Regions from separate parts of the Sus scrofa genome. Here regions 1, 2, 4 and 5 are each linked to region 3. The links are chromatin contacts, called in public Hi-C and HiChIP or PLAC-seq maps. All regions are on one chromosome and are shown on one strand. Each heading gives the region's core, a stretch centred on a gene start, on an enhancer-like site or on the middle of the called end of the contact. The rest is flanking DNA. Distances are from core to core; before and after follow the strand shown. Region 1 holds the start of SRRM1 (serine/arginine repetitive matrix protein 1). Region 2 holds the start of IFNLR1 (interferon lambda receptor 1). Region 3 overlaps STPG1 (O(6)-methylguanine-induced apoptosis 2). Region 4 has its middle 24 kb from the start of IFNLR1. Region 5 overlaps NCMAP (noncompact myelin-associated protein).

The links. Hi-C and Micro-C count contacts between places; a contact is called where the count stands out from the background. HiChIP or PLAC-seq counts read pairs in DNA pulled down with a chosen protein or histone mark.
Region 1: an H3K27ac HiChIP or PLAC-seq map of alveolar macrophages shows a contact between it and region 3. The contact joins the promoter of SRRM1 here to the enhancer-like site in region 3. A contact is called at or near these places in 5 of 47 Hi-C or Micro-C datasets (embryonic fibroblasts, fibroblasts, heart right ventricle and 2 more) and 2 of 2 datasets of contacts at active chromatin or transcription factors (alveolar macrophages and skeletal muscle).
Region 2: a contact with region 3 is called in an H3K27ac HiChIP or PLAC-seq map of alveolar macrophages. The contact joins the promoter of IFNLR1 here to the enhancer-like site in region 3. A contact is called at or near these places in 5 of 5 promoter capture datasets (fetal liver, fetal skeletal muscle, liver and 1 more), 33 of 47 Hi-C or Micro-C datasets (adipocytes, adipose tissue, alveolar macrophages and 17 more) and 2 of 2 datasets of contacts at active chromatin or transcription factors (alveolar macrophages and skeletal muscle).
Region 4: a Hi-C map of retroperitoneal adipose tissue shows a contact between it and region 3, with 2.1 times the contacts expected there. The contact joins two enhancer-like sites. A contact is called at or near these places in 1 of 5 promoter capture datasets (liver), 33 of 47 Hi-C or Micro-C datasets (adipocytes, adipose tissue, alveolar macrophages and 17 more) and 2 of 2 datasets of contacts at active chromatin or transcription factors (alveolar macrophages and skeletal muscle).
Region 5: an H3K27ac HiChIP or PLAC-seq map of alveolar macrophages shows a contact between it and region 3. The contact joins two enhancer-like sites. A contact is called at or near these places in 5 of 47 Hi-C or Micro-C datasets (embryonic fibroblasts, fetal skeletal muscle, liver and 1 more) and 1 of 2 datasets of contacts at active chromatin or transcription factors (alveolar macrophages).

What each region holds. Positions count from the first base shown.
Region 1 is chr6:82,307,942-82,310,641 of Sscrofa11.1, reverse strand. SRRM1 (serine/arginine repetitive matrix protein 1) reads right to left here and starts at 1,450. Exons shown (of 16, transcript XM_021095577.1): 1 at 1,155-1,450. The coding sequence starts at 1,175. It also overlaps the pseudogene LOC100522323.
Region 2 is chr6:81,912,661-81,915,360 of Sscrofa11.1, reverse strand. It overlaps IFNLR1 (interferon lambda receptor 1), which reads left to right and starts at 1,257. Exons shown (of 7, transcript XM_021095536.1): 1 at 1,257-1,375. The coding sequence starts at 1,318.
Region 3 is chr6:82,088,770-82,091,469 of Sscrofa11.1, reverse strand. It overlaps STPG1 (O(6)-methylguanine-induced apoptosis 2), which reads left to right. Exons shown (of 8, transcript XM_021095547.1): 2 at 1-118. Among named protein-coding and RNA genes, the nearest start is that of STPG1, 21 kb to the left of the region's middle. Within about 2 kb of position 1,394, at least 23 of the 83 cell types and tissues checked have an H3K27ac peak or open chromatin away from gene starts, as enhancers often do. A contact at or near this core is called in adipose tissue, alveolar macrophages, fetal liver and 3 more, where this site is marked.
Region 4 is chr6:81,936,984-81,939,683 of Sscrofa11.1, reverse strand. No RefSeq gene overlaps it. Among named protein-coding and RNA genes, the nearest start is that of IFNLR1, 24 kb to the right of the region's middle. Within about 2 kb of position 1,328, at least 3 of the 83 cell types and tissues checked have an H3K27ac peak or open chromatin away from gene starts, as enhancers often do. A contact at or near this core is called in alveolar macrophages and retroperitoneal adipose tissue, where this site is marked.
Region 5 is chr6:82,281,122-82,283,821 of Sscrofa11.1, reverse strand. NCMAP (noncompact myelin-associated protein) reads right to left here. Exons shown (of 4, transcript XM_005665097.3): 4 at 1-2,700. Among named protein-coding and RNA genes, the nearest start is that of SRRM1, 27 kb to the left of the region's middle. Within about 2 kb of position 1,306, at least 10 of the 83 cell types and tissues checked have an H3K27ac peak or open chromatin away from gene starts, as enhancers often do. A contact at or near this core is called in alveolar macrophages and liver, where this site is marked.

The DNA of each region.
Region 1 (2,700 bases), core at 201-2,700, 220 kb before region 3:
AGGCATTTCAATGCTAGCTTTGGAGTGTCAAGACATATCTTAAAGTCCCGGTCTTACCCTCTTTTATCTTTTCCTTTAAACACACAGAAACTGCATGTAACATGCTCCAGGGAATGGAAAGAGCCAATATGCACTACAGATTCTGACTTAAATCAACTGGTCTCTATATGGTCCGTTCTGCCTTAAAAAGAATTTGCAAACTCTAGTCCAATCAGTGTCACTTCCCACCCATCGAGATCTCGAATGGGTCCTACGGGAGTGTAAAAGGGGACCAAAAGAGTCCAGCACGCGCCCGGTAAAAGTATGGGCCCTGAGGGCCAACTACGACGAGAAAACGTCCCCATCTCCAGGTGATGGGCGAGAATCAAGAGGAACCTTTTCACCAAAAAGATTTTCAAGAGAACGTTCACAGGGGGTGGGGGGCGGTGAGCGGGAACGAAGAGTAGATCCACTCCATACCCCTGCCTCCACAAACGCGCATACTTTTTGTTGCACCCTCTGCCTGGAGTCTCAGACTCAAACGTTCTAACTACAAATTATCTGCATTCCCCTCCCTGAAGGGCTATCAAATTGGGCGGGAGCTCCCGCGAACTCTGACCCGGAGCCTTCGGGAAGGCTTAGACCAAGAGGGAGGGCGCGCGAGGCGCGGGGGGAGGGGGTTTGGTGCCCGCTTTCTCAAGAAAAGCGGCTCAAGGCTGCTTCCGGTCCTCTCACCCGCTCTCCTGAGGCGGTACCCCCAAACCTGTCCTCCCCAGGGCCCTCCTGCCGCCAGTCACCTCAGGGTTTCCCTCCGGCCTCCCCCCAGGGACTTCCTCCTCGCGGGTCCGCTAGGCCCCAGGACCCGGTGGGGCGCGCGGCTCTCCCTGCAGGCCCTGCCAGGGAGGCGGGCGGGAAGGTACCGCTCAGGCCCATTCCCGCCGCCATTTTCCGGCGACCGTCGCTGCCGCGTAGGGGGGACGATCCCGGAGGAGGAGACTGCGCAGGGGCGCACCGGTCCCCGCCGCAGGGTAGTGGGGAAGCGTCCACTGGCAACGAGGATCCTCAGGATCTTCGAAGTCTCCGCTCGCTGGCCACCCCATCTCGAGTTTAGGCCTCCTGCTGGGCCTTTTCGATAAGCCCCTCACCTCACCCCAGATCCCCGCGCTCCTACTTACGCGGAAGAATCCCGCGTCCATCTTGCTGCCTCGCTCGGAGATCGCTCCCTATCCCAAGGTGCACCGCGCCACCGCGACGGAGGGCGGGACCGGCAGGGAAAGCCGAGCGCCGGGACGCAGCTCGCGCTGCTCCACCCGCCCTTCCAGCGGACACGAGGCCGCGCTTGCTCAGTGTGGAGAGCGCTCGCCAAGTGTGCGCACGCGCGTTCCGGGAGGCGGGCTGCTACCGGACTCCGAGCTTCTCCAGTGGCCAGTCCTTGAGGAGAGCCTCGCGACCACAGCCAATGGGAGCGAGCAAGAGAGTGTCGTCCGGTCGCCCCGCCCTGCAAAACCTTTTGTGGCGCTTAACCAGCCTTGTTCGCTCAGCGTGAATTGACCCTTCCTTCGACCCGTAGTGGGGGCGGCTTTCTGCCCCCCCCCGGGGGGGGGCTCCATGGAGAGCTTGTGGAGAAAGGCTGTTACCTCAGGGTGACGCTTGTGAGGCCGCTCTTGCGCAGAGGAGAAGCCTGCGGCCTCCGCTTTCGTTAGAAAAGTTGTGATTGTGTTGCTTTTACGAGTTTCCAGTTATCGAGGTCGGCCCTGAAGTAGTCGAGCTCTGTACTATGAATGAAATCTGCGTTTTGGTCCCGCACCCTCGACTTCCGCTACAACTCCTTAGCTTTGGGGAGAAGCTGGAAATGTCCGTTAGATGAGTTTCGGAACCGGCAGGAAGCTGATGAGAGCCGGGGCCCCCGGGCAGAGTCTGACGGAAAGGAAGCCGGCCTTCAGGCTTCGGGACTTTCGGAGCTCACGTGTGCCTCACCGGCCCAGCTCTGGCTGCGAGGGCCTGCAACCGGATGCCTTCTGCCTCCTTTCCTTTATGCACTCTCTTTTTCTCTGAAAGGGAACATGTGACCCTTCTCTAGCCATCTTTTGTAACGTAACCACACACACACACCCCCCCCAACACACACTTGCCTCCCTTTCCTGATTTTTGTTCACAATGTATTCACTCTCTTGGCTTCAAATACCAATTCTGCCAACAACTTCATAGGTTTCCAGCTCAAGGCCTCTCCTCTGAGCTTCGAACATGTATTGGCAACGTCCTGTTCAATGTTTCCGCTTGGACAGACGTCACGAACGTAACATAAGTAGGAACTGGGCTCCTCGTTTCTCCTGTTCTGCCTGGAACTCCCTCCCTCCACCCTCCACCAGGCCAAAAACCCGACCTGTCCCTCCCAAAGTCTTCCCTACCTCAGTTGATGGCAGTATCTTTCCTTTTGTTTAAGATACAAGCCTTGGTTGTTAATCTCGATTCCTCTTGGAGTTCCCATTGTGGCTCATTGGTAACAAATCCCTACTAGTATCCATGATGACACGGATTCGATCCCTGTCCTTGCACAGGAGGGTAAGGATCTCCTGTTGCTGTGGTTGTGGCATAGGCCTGCGGCTGTAGCTCCCATTCGAACCCTAGCCTGAGAACTTCCGTATGCCAAAGGTGTGGCCCTAAAAAAGAAAAAAAAAAAGCTGGACTCCTCTTCCTCCCACATCTCACTGCCAAACCATC
Region 2 (2,700 bases), core at 8-2,507, 180 kb after region 3:
GAAGAGAACTTAAAATCCTCACCAGAGAGAGAGAAGCCCCACTAACATATTGGCATACATCCTTCTGAAGCTGTCCAGGTCGATAGGCACACATTTTTGGTTTAATCAGCCTGTTTCGGTACTTGCTTTTCTGCTACTGAGTACATTAGAAATATCCCTTAGTCACTACATGCACCTCGGCAGTATCTTTTTTATTTTATTTAATTTTTAAAGTTTTTTGTCTTTTTAGGGCCGCACCTGCCTCATACAGAGGTTCCCAGGCTAGGGGTCCAGTCGGAACTGTAGCTGCCAGTCTACACCACAGCCACAGCAACTTGGGATCTGAGCCTTGTCTGGGACCTACACCACGGCTCATGGCAACACCAGATCCTTAACCCACTGAGCAAGCCAAGGATGGAACCCTCGTCCTCATGGATGTTAGTCCGGTTGGTTAACCGCTGAGCCACAACGGCAACTCCCGGCAATATCTTGTTTCATGGCTGTAGACGGTTCTGAGGTGAGGCTGGTTGCATTATTTGAAAGCGGTTACTGTTCAGGTGACCAGTAACACACTGGCATCAGAGGGACCAGCTATGTCCGGAACAAGCCCATTAAGCTCTGGAGGCTGCCACGCCCCGCGTGAAGGATATAGAGAATAAGTCAGACCCACAGGATTCTCCAGGAAATTAATGTCGATAATGTGGGAAAGTGCATGGCTTGGAACCTGGCACTTAGAAGAGGCTCGGATAGAGCCAGTGGTGTCTGAGACTCAGTTCATAAACTTGCCCTGAACTCCTCTGCCCTCTTAAAAGTCCCTTATTGGAATTCCTAGCCGTGATTATTAATAATGAACAGTTTTCGGGAGTTCCCGTCGTGGCTCAGCGGTTAACCAACCCGACTAGCATCCACGAGAACTCGGGTTCAATCCCTGGCCTCACTCAGTGGGTTAAGTTTCTGGCATTGCGGTGAGCCAGAAGTTCCCGCGTTGCTGTGGCTCCGGTGTAGGCCTGCACCAGATCGACCCCTAGCCTGAGAACCTCCATATCCCGCGGGTGTGGCCAAAAAAAAAAAACCAGTTTTCTTCCACTCACCTCACTCTGTACACGCATTTACTGAACCTCACCCCCACCCCGATCCCGCAGAACGAAACGAAGCAGAGGCAGAACGAACTGCTGGGGACTTAGGGGCGGCCCCAGGGGAAGCCCGGGTGGAGTCCCGTCCCGGAGGGGCGGGTCCACGGCTTGGCCTCCCATTGGCTGCCGTTCGCGTCACCTGCAGTCGGTGGGACGGGAGGCGGGAGGTGGGAACGGGTCCCACCCTGGCCGCGGGACGGCCGGCATGTCGGGGGCTGGCCGCTGGGCCTCTCTACTCCTATGCCTGCTTCAGTCCGCTCCAGGTAAGGGCACGGGGTGGGCACGGGGCCGCGGGGCGGGCGCGGGGCCGCGGGGAGCGCCGTCCGGGCGGCATCCACCTTCGGAGCCAAAGCTCGGGAGACAGTGCCTTAGGCAGGGGTCTGGGCGCAGCAACCTGAGTCGTGTGGATCGGCAGAGGCCACCTCCCACCCGTGTTCTTCCGAGGACCAAGCAGACTCTTGTCTAGTCCTTTCCGGGAAGAAACTGATCACGTTTCCTAATGCCAGCTCAGCTTCAGGTAATCAGGAAACAAGACGATGGTTCTAAAGTCAGCTGTATTTATTTATAAAGTGTTTTTTTAAGGTTTCCTAAAGGCTCTGATCCCTTCATTAATACCGCACTTGGAGTTCCCGTTGTGGCGCAGCGGAAACAATCCGACTAGGAACCATAAGGTTGTGGGTTCGATCCCTGGCCTTGCTCAGTGGGTTAAGGATCTGACGTTGCTGTGGCTGCGGTGTAGGCTGGCAGCTGTAGCTCTGATTAGCCCCCTAGCCTGGAACCTCCATAGGTGCGGCCCTAAAAAGACAAAAAGACCAAAAATAAAAATAAAAAATACCGCACTTGACCCTTGCTAGTAGGGAAATTCAAACAGAAGTGCCCTGCCCTCGCAGGGTGTGCATTAGTGTGTGTGTGTGTGTGTGTGTGTGTGTGTCCCCTTTCTCCCGGCTGGGTGTAGGAAGTTCCATCCAGCCCCTACCCCCTTTTTTTTTTCTGAGCTGCCACCGGTAAGTTTACAGGGTACAAAATACCTTGGAATAGGACACAACTGCCAAACCCCAGCAAAATTGTTCCCAGGATATCTCCCTAGTCTTAGCCTAATAATTTAAAAACACGAAGAGTTCTTGTACATAATCTAATACTAATGTTAAAAGCCAACATTTGGAGTTCCCATTGTGGCTCAGCTTTAACGAACCCAACTAGTATCCATGAGAACCCAGGTTCAATCCCTGGCCCTGCTCAGTGGGTTAAGGATCCGGTGTTGCCCTGAACTGCAGTGTAGGTCACAGTTTCGGCTTGGATCTGGCTTTGCTGTGGCTTGACATAGGTGGGCAACTGCAGCTCTGTTTGGACCCCTAGCCTGGGAACTTCCATATGCCTCAGGTGCAGCGAAAGAAAGAAAGAAAGGAAGGAAGGAAGGAAGGAAGAAGGAAGAAAGAAGGGAGGGAAGGAGGGAGGGAGGGAGGGAAGAAAGAAAGAAAGAAAGAAAGAAAGAAAGAAAGAAAGAAAGAAAGAAAGAAAGAAAGAAAGAAAGGAAGGAAGGAAGGAAGGAAGGAAGGAAGGAAGGAAGGAAGGAAGAAAGAAAGAAAGA
Region 3 (2,700 bases), core at 145-2,644:
TTTTACTGCTGCATATCCAACACAATCCTCCATTCCTTATAAATATCAGCCTTCAGTCATTCCAGAATCAGAAAAAAAAGGATTTAATAGTCAAGCCAAGAGATTTTACCACAAAAAGGTAATGGCATTGTTTTAGAGATTCTTTTTTATTTATTTATTTATTTATTTATTTATTTTATTTTCCCACTGTACAGCAAGGGGATCAAGTTATCCTTACATGTATACATTACAATTACATTTTCCCCCTCACCCTTTGTTCTGCTGCAACATGAGTATCTAGACAAAGTTCTCAATGCTACTCAGCAGGATCTCCTTGTAAATCTATTCTAAGTTGTGTCTGATAAGCCCAAGCTCCCAGTCCCTCCCACTCCCTCCCTCTCCCATCAGGCAGCCACAAGTCTATTTTCCAAGTCCATGATTTTCTTTTCTGAGGAGATGTTCATTTGTGCTGGATATTAGATTCCAGTTATAAGTGATATCATATGGTATTTGTCTTTGTCTTTCTGGCTCATTTCACTCAGTATGAGATTCTCTAGTTCCATCCATGTTGCTGCAAATGGCATTATGTCATTCTTTTTTATGGCTGAGTAGTATTCCATTGTGTATATATACCACATCTTCCGAATCCAATCATCTGTTGATGGACATTTAGGTGGTTTCCATGTCCTGGCTATTGTGAATAGTGCTGCAATGAACATGCGGGTGTATGTGTCTCTTTTAAGTAGAGTTTTGTCTGGATATATGCCCAAGAGTGGGATTGCGGGGTCATATGACTGTTAAGTCTGGATTTTAGCCTCGCAGGACAGGCCTGTGAGTCTGGCTAGCGCATCTGTCCTTGTGACCTCTAGAGGGCAGTGTCACCCAAGGAGCTGCAGCACCCTCTCCAGCTCTGTGCTCTGATTGGATGGTAGGAATGGGCTGGAAAGTTCTGAACTCCAGGGGGAGACAACATGTCTGGCCCCTGAGGCCATACTGAAACCAAACAAGTTTTTAAGAAGAAATGTACTTTTAAAAATTATTATAAAAATTAAAAATGCAAAAATCCCAGGTGTATGTAAAAGCTAAAAATCCTTTCCTTCCCCTCCCCCCAGCCTCACTCAAAACACAAGAGGAACTAACAAAACTTTCTTCAAATAGCGTAAGTGGAAAAATGAGAGTCTAATAAACTTAAACAAACCTTTGTAAGGACACCTTCCTCTCCCTGTCCCTTTTTAAGCTTCCTTTAATAATGTGTTATCACTGTTTCCGCACTTCCCCATCCTCACCCGCTTCCCCAAATATCTGTGTCTCTTTGCCTCTTCGATCTGGAAAGTTCTGCTTGGCTCCTCAGGGGTCTTTACCTAACTTGTGGAACTTCATCCGTTCACGGCCGAGGTCTGACGTTCTCCCCTCTCACCAGCAGGGGGACGAAGCAACCCGCAGATGCCAGAGTCTTGTAAATTCTTCATGCCTTTATTCGTTTAACTAAGCCCTTTAGAATAACATTCCTTTGGAGCAGTCATCATCTCAGTTACCTTTTGCTGCATTCTAAAAATGTTTTTCATCCTATCTCCTGGCCAAAATGGCGAGAGGGAATGGGCAGGTCTGGGTCCTGAAGGCAGGCGAGTCAGGAAGCAGCAGAGAGGCCTCAGCAAGACCCTGTGGCCCTTGCCCCGTTTCCTCCTTTGTAAACAAGAGCACTGAGCCAGAGAATGTTTAAGTTCCTTCCACTTCTGGTATTTTAGGAGTATATCAAGAAAGCAAATAATAAAGAATATAGTGTGTATGTGTATGTATTCACATACATTTTAAATTACTTGTTATTAAACACACACACATTTTTAATTGCTCGTAGGTTTTCTCCAAAGGTGATAAATAAGATAGTTACTCAGGAGTTTTCTCTCTTTTCTCTTTGGTTTTTCTATGTTTTAACTGTCTGTTGGTCTCTCTCTGTCTAGTTTTCCACTGGTCAATTTAACAGTAACATATTGTTCATCTCTGGAATATTTGCAGCCCTGCTTCCAATAAAAATCATGGCAGCCACCATTTACCAATCCCTATGTGTGAAATCAGTTTTAGACCATATTTCTAATCTCAGAACAATACTAGAAGGAAGAGTTTAGTACCTTAATTTAACACAAGAGGAAAGAGAGGCTTAGGGGAAGTTAAATAACCCACCCAAGGTCACACATGCAGGGTTTGACATAGAAGAGGCCTGACATGGGTATTTGCTAAATCAGTGTTGAAAGAATTAGCCCTCAAACGCAGGCCGAACTCACTCCAAAGCCTCATTCTCTTTCCACACACGGCACCACGCCTCCCCTATGGCCTGAAAAGCCATCAAGTCCTGCGAAAATCAGCCAGTGTGTTTCTGAAAAGGCCTCAGCCACACAGACCAAGCTCAAGACAGGGGACAATGTCAGGTGGTGAGGGTAGGCCCCACTCCATGTGATTGCATCCTGAAGACTCAAGCCCAGAAACAGAATGGTATGGCTTTTAGAGTTTGCATTTTAGACTATTACTTTTCAAAAATCTTTCTGCTGGAGAAAACAAGGTGACAACCAGCCAAAGCTACAGGCAGCATCAGATAGAAGAGAAAGAGCTCAGAAATTTGATTCCTACTTTTCTTTTCTTTCCTTCTCTCTTCTTTTTTATGGCCGCAGCTGCAGCATATGGAAGTTCCCAGGCTAGGGGTCAAATCAGAACCCCAGCTGCCAGCCT
Region 4 (2,700 bases), core at 79-2,578, 150 kb after region 3:
CGCTTAATGGGTTAAGGATCTGGTTGCAGACATGGCTGGGATCCCACGTTGCTGTGTCTGCGGCATAGGTCGGCAGCTGTAGCTCCAATTCAACCCTTAGGCTGGGAACTTCCATGTGCGACCCTAAAAATGGAAAGAAAGGAAAAAAAAAAGGAAAGAAGGAAGGAGAGAGAGAGAGAGGAAAGAAGGAAGGAAAGAAAGAAAGAGAGAGAGAGAGAAAGAAAGAAAGAAAGAAAGAAAGAAAGAAAGAAAGAAAGAAAGAAAGAAAGAAAGGAAGGAAGGAAGGAAAGAAAAAGAAAAAGAAAGGAAGGAAGGAAGAAAGGAAAGATAGGAGGGAAAGTGGGGGTGGGGAGGAAGGAGCGTGTCCTGGGCCCTGCCCTCCAGCAGCTCACCGTGGGGGTCTGGGGAAATGGGCCGTGTTCCATAAAGAAGTCAAAGGGCCACGTCCCTCAGCTAAGGGAGAGAGACGCAGCTCCCTCAGGGGCTCGGAGGAGGGAAATTGGGGGGCAGGATGGGGGCACGTGGCATCTGAGCTGCATTTTCAGGATGGCAGCTCTTTACAGCTGGATCCCCATCTTCGCCCAGTGCTTACTGGATGCCCGCTGTGTGACAGGTACTGAATTGGGCCCCGAGGATGCAGCCGTGGATGTGACAGGGCCCCTCTTGTAAGCAGCTAGCCATTCTGGTTGGGGAAGCCTATTAATAGGCGAGGCTGAAAATAAATAAAGAGCATAGTTTCTGATCATGATAAAGGCTGGGAAGACCAGCAAGTGGGATAAAGGGCCCAGGTGTAACTGGGGTGGGGGAGGGTGCTATGGGTGGGGAGTCAGGCGAGGCCTCCAGAGGGCCCTGGAGGGGAGGGGGTGGGATTGGCGGGAAGGTACCAGCCAGGTGAGTGCCGAGGCCCCCATCCCAGGCAGGGTGACCAAGGCCGTGGAGAGACAGCAGTGGTCACAATTCTGTCTGAGGAACAGGAACGGGCCAGTGAGGATGGTGCCGGCTGGGCGAGGCAGGGAGAAGCTGGGCCAGGACAGTGAGGGTTTGTTACAGGAAGAACCCCTGCCATGTGGACAGTGGATTCAATGGTGTGGAATCAGGAGCCTGGTGGGAGCTGCTGTGATGCACACCTGGAGAGGTGGGGTGAGAGGGGTGGAAGTCTGGAGAAGGGCTGGCTCGGGGCTGGGTTTGGAGGGGCCAGAAGCATTTGCTGGCGGAGGGATGTGGGCTGTAGAAATCAGGAAAGACTCCAGAGTTTGGGGCCTGGCTCTGCTGGGCAGAGGGAGAAGGGTGGCACTTCCTGAAATGAGGAAACAGGGAGGACGAATTTAGTCTGAGCAGATGGCATTGTCGTCACATGAATTTTAGCTGCGGTTTTTCAAGCATCTGTCACGGGAACCTTGCAACAGCAATGGTTTTTAAATGTTATCTGGAGTTCCCTGGTGGCCTAGTGGTTAAAGGATCCAGCATGGTCGCTGCTGTGGCTGGGGTTGCTGCTGTGGTGTGGGTTGGATCCCTGGCCCGGGGACTTCTGTATGGCATTAGTGCAGCCAAAAGAGAAATGTTTGTGAGACAGGCTTTCTGGGGCCACTTTGCAGCCAAGCAAACCAAGGCTGGGGTAGGTCCTGCCCAGTCCCCCTCGTAGCAGGAGCAAAGCAGGGCGTGAACACAAGGTCTAGCCAACACCAAGCCCCTTGCTGTATGTTATACACCAGTGGGTCTCAGCCCACCTGGCCCAGGGGACACTGGGCAATGTCTGGAGACGTGATGGGCTATCACACCGGGAGCGTGGCAATGGTCTGCTAGTGGGTAGGATCCAGGGGGCTGCATGTCACAGGACATATCCTGCACATCATAGGATCATCTCCCCAACCAAGAATTATCCTGTCCCAAGTGTCGGCAGTGCTGAGGCTCAGAAACCATCACAGAGACCATTTAAGAGAAGCAAAGAACAACGTGAGGGGTGGGAATGGGAAGATGGGGCTGGGATTTGAGGGATAGGACTTGAATGAGCAAAGACACAGGGGCCTGAAGGCCCAAGTTGTGGATGAGAAGCCATCCAGGTTGGCCAAGGGGTCGTGTGGGACATGCAGAGTGAGCGGTGGATGGGGAACAGATCCTGACAGAGCTTGCGGGTGAAGTCCAGGAACTCCCTTTAGGGACAACAGGAGGGCCTAAAGGCCAAGCCCAGGGGAGGGGCATGATGGGAGAGCATGCTTTTTCTTCCCGTATCCCTCTCAGGAAAAGGGCTGATAAATATCCTCACACTAAGGGATAAATGACTGAAAACTGAACTGGTGACCTTTTTCTGGGCTATCTGTATTTTAATGAAGGCAAAGTGTTAAGCCAAAGAAATGAAGCAGTAATGGTGGAATTTCAGGCATCATGAGGATGAGTCTGGGCAGAGGAGCCTGCCAGTGAGTGATTCTCAGCCTGGGCTAAAAAGGTCAAAGGCCTGAGCCACATTTAGGAAGCCCAGGTAAGGAAGTGCACTGATTTCTCCATCAAGTCAACATCCACAGGGCACTCAGGGCTCCGTGTCAGGCATTGGTAAGAGCTCCAACCTGCATCACCTGTACAAGCCCCCCACACCTATGAGGGTGTTTTTGTTCTAGATAAGACCTGAGGCACTCGGGTTAAGCGATAAGTCATGGAGCTGTGTCCCTCTGGGGCTTGTGTTCTTTTTTTTTTTTTTTTTGTCTG
Region 5 (2,700 bases), core at 57-2,556, 190 kb before region 3:
TCTGTATTTGGGGCTTAAGTCCTTCAATGGCTTTGTCCCCTTGCTCCTTGGACCTAAGTGGTAAGGGAATGAAGCAGGAATCCTTAGCGCTTGAATGGATTTAGAAAAGAGACCCTTTGGCTACAACCATGGAAGCACAAGGGAGGCTACCAAAGTGGCTTTGCCCCACTTCCAGTGTGGACACTACACCCCTGACCTCACGCAGACCCAGGGATAAGCCTGTCTTCCTCTGGTTCAGCTCGCAAAAGAATCTGTTTCCTTTGAGCCAGGAGGTTAGGGAAGAGGGCACTGCAATAAGCATTTAAATGTATAATAAGAATATAAGACTTTTGAATCAAAGAGACCTGGATTTGAGTCTTGTCTTTGCAACTTACTAGCTGGGAGACTTTGGGCAAGTGCTTTCTCTCTTTGGGTTTAAAATTCTTGGCAAATGGGGAAAAAAAAAACCTCCCAGGGTTATCAGGAAAAATAAATCCCATGAGATAACTCATGGGAAAGCAGCTTGCAAAGTGTCTGGTGGATAGTTCAACAGAGGAGGGAGAAGAGATGTCTGGGGAAAAACAGTTTGTCAGTATTTCTCCAGACCTATTCAGGTAAGCTTTTTTTTTTTTTTTTTTTTAAGTGAGATGACGTGAGCCGTGTGACCCTGGGTCAGCCTCCTTATCTCCTGACCTTCAACTTTCTCAAAAGGGATTTCTTACCCCAAGAAGGAATTTACAGTTCCTAGAATTTACAATTAAATGATAAGAATGTGTAATTTTCTTTCTTTCTTTTCTTTTTAGGGCTACACCCTTGGCATATAGAAATTCCCAGGCTAGGGGTCTAATCTGAGCTGTAGCTGCCAGCCTATGCCACAGCCACAGCCATGCCAGATCTGAGCTGCATCTGTGACTTACACCACAGCTCACAACAACGCTGGATCCTTAACCCACAGAGTGAAGCCAGAGATCAAACCCACATCCTCATGGATATCAGTCGGGTTCATTACCACTGAGCCACAACGGGAACTCCAAGAATGCGTCACTTTCTATAATAGAATACAGATTTATTGCCTTGTTCCCAAGGTGACTTCAATCATAAAATGCACAATTGTTTAAAAATCAGCGGTTTTTTTGTTTGTTTGTTTGTTTTTTGTCTTTTTGCCTTTTCTTGAGCCGCTCCCGCAGCATATGGAGGTTCCCAGGCTAGGGGTCTAATCGGAGCCGTAGCTGCCAGCTTACACCAGAGCCACAGCAATGCAGGATCTGAGCTGTGTCTGCAAACCACACCACAGCTCACAGCAACACCAGATCCTTAATCCATTGAGCAAGACCAGGGATTGAACATGCAACCTCATGGTTCCTAGTCGATTTGTTAACCACTGCACCACAACAGGAACTCCAAATCAGCGTTTTGAGAGAGAAAAAAAAATACAATCTCATTAATGGACCCATCTATTTTAAGATATATTCTGATTTCAGAATCATTAAAATGGGAACAAGTGTATATCTTGCAATAGAAGAAATTTATAATAATAATGTTGGCTCCCATTTATAAAGCATCTACTGGGTGCCAGGCACTATTCAAGCAGCTTTGCTAAGTCCTTGACTTGTTACAGTCACCCAGTGGGGCAGATGTTATTCCTGTCTCATGCTTAGAAAACAATACGGGGGAGCTGAGTCACTTCCAAGGCCACACAACCAGGAAGTAGAGCTTGGGCGGCAGTTCTTCTTAATTGCAACCCTTTCGCTAGATTGTTTTCCAGGTGAAGGAGTCAAAGAGATGAGTCCCATCCAGAGAAATGGTGTGTGAATGTGGTACTTTGAATATATCCTGAATCTTTGCAAGGTGACTGGGAAGGGCAGAGGTAACACAAACAGAGCTGTAATCTAATCAGCCTCCAAATACTTGGACCTTGGAGGTAAGGTGATAACGGGAGATGGAGGATAGCTCAGAATCCAAATAGAGGGAAGCCGAGAAAGGAGACTGAGTCAAGGTGAAACCAGCCTTCCAGGGGAGAGGGAGGGGCCCTGAGCCGTCCTGAGGCTCAGTCCAGGCCCCCAAACACTGCAACAAGCTTTCAGCCTCAAGACCAGAAATCCTCAAGTCCACCCTATGCTTCTACTCTGACTCTACTAAATAAGTAGACACCTTTGGAGAATAATTCAGTTTTTCCCTCTTTTCTTTTTTCTTTCTCTCTTCTTTAAAATATTCTTGGCCACACTGTAGCATGAGGGAGTTCCGGGGCCAGGGAGGGAACTCGTGCCATAGCAGTGACAACGCTGGATCCTTAACCCACTGCACCACCTGGGAACTCCCCCATAAACTTTCCTAGAGGAAAAATGTGCTGACCAATTGTCGTGAGCTCAACAGCAGTCATTTAGTACCAGAACAAGTTATAAATTAACAAATTGGTTTTTTGATTAGTTAATCCAAGTTAGTTCCCCTGTGCTGGATTATGGGATTGAATATTTGCTCTGCAAAACTGTGGATGTGGCCCTTCCTCTGATGTGACCCCAGGGCAGACTCTCTCAGGAGCACCCCCTGACTTCTGCCTGTCTGTCTGTCTAGCTATTGTGCTTGGGGGAGGGGAACAGCCAAACCCCACATCAGTGGATCCCCATCATAGCTCTATCACCTCATCAGACGGCAAAAGAATATTCCACAGCTTTTGGGAAGGGTGGCAGGAGGAATATGGACACAGTTGGGGGTGGGGCAGTA